Regions from separate parts of the Mus musculus genome. Here region 1 is linked to region 2. Evidence: chromatin contacts called from public HiCAR-type data. All regions are on one chromosome and are shown on one strand. The core of a region is the stretch at or near the end of the contact, and the rest is flanking DNA. Distances in the headings are between cores, read along the strand shown.

The links. HiCAR-type assays count read pairs that join an accessible place to other places.
Region 1: a contact with region 2 is called in a HiCAR-type map of astrocytes, with 4 times the contacts expected there. The contact joins two enhancer-like sites. A contact is called at or near these places in 6 of 39 promoter capture datasets (the 3T3-L1 cell line, 3T3-L1-derived adipocytes, hippocampal neurons and 2 more), 2 of 115 datasets of contacts at active chromatin or transcription factors (astrocytes and extraembryonic endoderm stem cells) and 1 of 9 other capture datasets (embryonic stem cells).

What each region holds. Positions count from the first base shown.
Region 1 is chr1:73,954,404-73,957,103 of GRCm38.p6, reverse strand. All of the region lies in intron 18 of Tns1 (tensin 1), which reads left to right. Among named protein-coding and RNA genes, the nearest start is that of Gm39664, 75 kb to the left of the region's middle. Within about 2 kb of position 1,418, at least 93 of the 459 cell types and tissues checked have an H3K27ac peak or open chromatin away from gene starts, as enhancers often do. A contact at or near this core is called in astrocytes, where this site is marked.
Region 2 is chr1:72,717,699-72,720,398 of GRCm38.p6, reverse strand. No RefSeq gene overlaps it. Among named protein-coding and RNA genes, the nearest start is that of Gm51632, 7.3 kb to the left of the region's middle. Within about 2 kb of position 1,333, at least 24 of the 459 cell types and tissues checked have an H3K27ac peak or open chromatin away from gene starts, as enhancers often do. A contact at or near this core is called in astrocytes, where this site is marked.

The DNA.
Region 1 (2,700 bases), core at 169-2,668, 1.2 Mb before region 2:
GGGCAGGTGGGGCTGTGTAGTGACTATAGAGGAACCCTGACCTGAGGGATGTGATGGCATCTGCTCTGTAGCCTCAATGGAGGGTCTGCAGCTGTGTAGGTTCACAAGAGGGAAGGCAACTCTTCCTGCCCACTGGCCCAAGGGACCTACCCTCCAGAGATCACCTCAGAGGTCCCTGTGAATGGTAGCTCTTTTAGTACTTGTCCCCTCTGGGTGCAACCAGTAAACAGGGAGTCAGAAAGATAGGGCCAGAGAGTGAAGAGTCCTGTCCTATACTTTACTCCTCTGGAGACATGAGCAAGGAAGACAGAGGACTCCTTTAGGAATCTGTCCCAGGGTAGGCTGGTGGCATTCTCAGGCCATAGCCCTGGGAACCTGGGCTGTTGGGCAGAACTGCCCTGTGTTGCTTAGGACCAGTTGCTTGTGTAGGTCTGAAAGCCTCCATGGAGACTGGGGACAGAGTTGTAGGTCTATGGACCTGCGAGGCCTGTGTAGGAAGGTTGAGCTGGGTTGTCTAGCCAGCATCTCTAAGAACTCTTGAGTGGCATGTGGTGGCCTGTGGCTTGTGGGCCCTTGTGCACAGGAGCACTGATTGTGACATGCCTGTTTTGTGGTTGCCTGATCATTTGCTTTTGGCCATAAGCTTCTGTATGAGGGTTTGTTTTCAGTGGCTCTTATTTCTGGCCTGAGGGATAATTCTTGGGTATAGCAAGATCATTTGTATTTCTTGAAGTGTTTGTGGCTTTAAATTTAAATATTTATTTTGGATTATTCCTGACTTTTGTGTGTTCGTTCCCCACCCCTCTCTCTCCCCCTCCCTCTCTCTTTCCCTCTCCCCTTCCCTCTCTTCCTTCCTCCCTCCCTTCCTCTCTCCCTCCCCCCTCTAGGTTTAAGTAAGTAATGTAAGAAAATAGTTGTGGAATCCAGATTTTATGCTTGTTAAAGTAAATTAGTTCTCACCGAGAGCCTGGCTTTAACAGGTACTGCATATTTTTAATGCATCCTTTTGCCTTATCTCTGCCTCTGTTTCTCCTTCTTTCCTGGAGGCACAATCCTACTTGAGTCACAGGACTTGCAATACTGCACGTGTCGAGTGCCTAGTAACATATCTCACACATGGAGATGGGTTCTGCACTCTAGCAGAGCCTGGCGTTTGGAACCCACTCCCCCACTGTGCTTCTCTGCCTTCCGTGAGCACCTGGTATGGGCACATCTCGCTCTGTCTGTCTGACTGACTGACTGACTTCCAAGGCATGTGTATGTCTCGTGACTCTTGTCTGGCTTTGTGTATGACAGGAGGATCCTGGCTGGAGTTAGTGCAGCTTCTGGGTGCTGCCTTTTCCTCTGCCACCTAGGGTCTGGGCTGGAGAGTCAGAAGGAGGCATGTGGGGCTTGGGGGGAGTGGGGTGGGAGGGCTGGAGCTGGGCTGCTGACTCCTTAGGATGTGAAGTCATTGAACTGCCTGGGCAGGGGCGGGGCAGCTTCTGAGTCAGCCCTCTGGCCCCAAGCCACAAAACAAGTCGGTCACTTTTTCCTTTCAGAGAAAGTGTTACCCTTGGGGGGTCCCCAGAGCTGTCTGCAGACAAAAGGGCACCCCTAAGTCCTCATACCGAAGGTCTACTGCTCTGGCCTAGCCCTAGCACCCCTCCCTTGCCCTACTCTGTAGGGACAGAACTTTTTCTGTTTGGCAAGGGTACAGAAGTCCAGCCTTCCCATTCAGAGAGCTGCAAGGATCTGAAGGCTCATTTGGGGTGGGGGTGGGGGTGGGTGGGGGGATGGCCCTTAATCCCACTCTGATTCTCCTTCCTTTCCTTAGAGGCCTGGATGTCCTGCATTAAGCCTGCTGGTAATTGGCTTGGGGGTCCTCGAGGATGGAACAGTGCTCTGGGGGAAATATGGAGAAACTTCTGGAAATGTGACAGTGGGTGGGAAGAATGGCATTGTCTGAACTGTTCTGGCAAATTCTTTGTGTTAAGCTAAATTGTGGAAGGCGAGGGCCAGTTTGTCTTAGTCTAACTGTGACTCTGCAGCCCAACGCTGAGCATGGGTGGGTCCTGCTCCGTCCCCTACTGGCACTGGCACTCTCCAGCTCCTCTTGCATGTACCTCCATGTCCTCCATGGCTTTCTGCCATCCTCCGGGACTCTCCTTGGCTCCCCTGCTTGAAGGTTGTCTTCAGGGGAGGTCTGAGTCTCCATACTTAATTAAACCTTCCATGTGCTGCTATCTGAGGAAATGCCTCACCTCCTGGCCTTGCTGGCTCCAGGCCAGGCCAGGACTCCTGGAATGGGAGTAGAGGAAGCTTCCTGAAGTGGGTACTGTACGGGTTGAGCAGGCTCAGGATGTCCCCTTTCAGTAATGAATGGTGCTCATGGTAACAGAAGTCCTGCCTCCCACGAGCTGACGTCTTACCATGACACCAGAGCAGTGCATTAACTCACTCAGCTGCAAGTGCATTGAGGTCAGTGAATAGGACCTGGGCTGGCTTACACGGTTCAACATGATTCCACTACTGTCTCCATCTTATTCTGTGTGTGTGTGTGTGTGTGTGTGTGTGTGTGTGTGTGTGTGTACATGTGTGTGCATGTGCACATGGAAGCCAATGGACAACACCGAGTGTCTCTTCCTCATTCTCTCTCTACCTTATTATTTGAAACAAAGCCTTTCACTAGACTGGTAGTAGCTTGCCTATTCAATTTGG
Region 2 (2,700 bases), core at 84-2,583:
TTCTACAGCACTTTAGGGGCTTGAGTTTGGAGACCACAAAGCACAGTGTCACCTTGCCCACTGTCACACAGAGGTGGAGGTCACATGTTGAAAGGAAAAGCCAGCTCTAGTGTCATGTGTGCAGGGAAGTGAGAAGGCAGCACCCAAGGAGGGTCTTGAAGCTGCATTTCCAAGGCTTTGGGCACAAGGTCATGTTAGCTGAGATGGGAGAAGGATGAATGGAAACTGGTGATTTTAAAGCTCCGAATCATTATTAGCCCCCACATCCCTCCCTTACCAGCCTGCTGGCGATGGGGCACTGACTGCCTTTTCAGTCAAAGCACTGTTTCGGGGCTGGAGAGATGGCTCAGCGGTTAAGAGCACTGACTGCTTTTCTGAAGGTCCTGAGTTCAAATCCCAGCAACCACATGGTGGCTCACAACCATCTGTAACAAGATCTGAAGCCCTCTTCTGGAGTGTCTGAAGACAGTTACAGTGTACTTACATATTATAAATAAATCTAAAAAAAAAAAAAAAAAAAGAGCACTGTTTCTACATGTCCCTACCACAATGAACTGCTGTATTACTGAGCAAAAAGATTTACTTATTTTATGTATATGAGTGCTCTAACATATACACCTGCATTTCAGAAGACGGCATCAGATCTTGGTAGAAATGGTTGTGAGCCACCATGTGGGATTTGAACTCAGGACATCCGGAAGAGCAGCCAGTGCTCTTAACTGCTGAGCCATCTCTCCAGCTCGAGCAATTTTTTTTTAAAGATTTTTTTTTATGTGTGTGAGAGTTTTGCTTATACCTAAGTACATTACCTGTGTGCAATGGACCATACATCCTATCATAGTCTTTTAATTGTATATTCTCATTGGATCCCCCAGAGTTGGAATTACAGGCCATTATCAACCATGTGGGTGTTGGGAATTGAACCCAGGTCCTTTGGAAGAGCAGCCAGTGCTGTTAATCTCCAAACCATCTTTGAAGCCCAACAAAGTAGGTTTTAAACTCTCCTTGCACACACAGAGCAGGCAAAGGGCCATAAGGGATGAGAGTAATGGGACCTGGCGTGAGGAAGGCTGCATTTGGAATCCTAAAGCCCTAGCTAGAGATTGGAATCCTCACACCACTTCTTATCCCCGACACAGCTCATTCCCAGTGCTCAGTCATTCAGTTCCTGGGTTTTGCTGGCCTCCGCTCCTGAGGAGAAAGGGCATGCATCTCACTGGCCTTTGGAAGCAGCAGGGCTGTTGGTGTGCTGTGGCCACTCTCATCAGGGAAGTCATACCTGTGCACGGAACAAAGTTAAGAGCGGGAGAAAGAGAAGCACTCTGATCCCTCCAAGTCCTCTCAGCCTCAGCAAGGGCTCCCCCTGCTGTTCACTACCTACACTCCTTTTGCCTGCCCCGGGTTAATCAGCAGAATCCCAATGGCAGTTTCTTAACAGTGTCTTATGTAGTGGCACTTTCTCTCCAGCCTGTCTGTAGTGGCCTTTTAGCGTTATATACTTATCACTTGCTGAGACTGGCCTCCAACCATCAAAACCCCTCACAGATACCACTCTGTACCTTGGTTTCTTTATCTATAGAGAACAAAGCTCTTCTGTTGCCCAAGCCAGTGAACGGGGAGGTGAAGTTGAAGCACGGAACTCCTTGTGGACTTCATTCTTTCCCCATTCAATGACTCTCTTCAAGTAGAAAATCTTAGAGTTTTTGTCATCTATAAAAGGGGGAAAGAATTCCATTAGGTTCTTGAGTTTGGAGCAATTAAAAGAGGAAGAAGTGCTGGGGAAAAGAAACCTGATGACAGGCCGAGTGTGGTGGTGTAAGCCTTTAATCCCAGCACTCGGGAGGCAGAGGCATGCGGATTTCTGAGTTCGAGGCCAGCCTGGTCTACAGAGTGAGTTCCAGGACAGCCAGAGCTACACAGAGAAACCCTGTCTCGAAAAAACAAAACAAAACAAAAAAAAAAAAAAAAAAAAAAAAGAAAAAAGAAAAAGAAACCTGATGACACAAAGGTCTTACTAGCTACAGTACAACGAAGCATGGAGCATGTGGGTCCAGGACTGGCTAGACATGCAGGACTCAAGGCATGTGTGCCTCTAGCTACCCCAGGCTGGGAAGTGCTGGGTCTTAAATAGATGTGTCTACCTCAGACCCTTGGAACACAGCCTGGATCATGCTAAGGGAATGAGTTAGGTATTTCTAGGCCCTGCCCCCCAAAGCTAATTGGGACACAGGGAATAAAACATGGCAGTATACAAGCAGAACAGGACTGTTGAGTTGAAAGCATAGTTGCTTGGTGGAGAAGGTGAGGTATAAATTACTTAAAGAGCAAGGTGTGGCAGAGTTTGCCTGTAACTCAGCATTCAAGAGGGCTGAGAGGCAGGAAGATCAAAAGTCCCAGGTCAGTCTGGGCTACAGGACGAGACCCTGTGTAACCACCACCACCATGATCGTAACAAGTATACAAACATACCCAGTTAAATGAGCACAGAACAAGCCTCCAAAACTTAGAACATCAAAAAAAGATACATGTAATTCCAATAAATCAGTAAGCACTGGTCTTATTGAGTGGACAGTTTCACGTGTGCACGTGGGTGTAAACTCAGAGCACAAACAGTCCGACTCCACGGGCATCCCTCAAGCTACACTTCCAGAGCCTACCACTAACTCCATCCAGAAACAGGGGTCTCCTGACATCACTGTA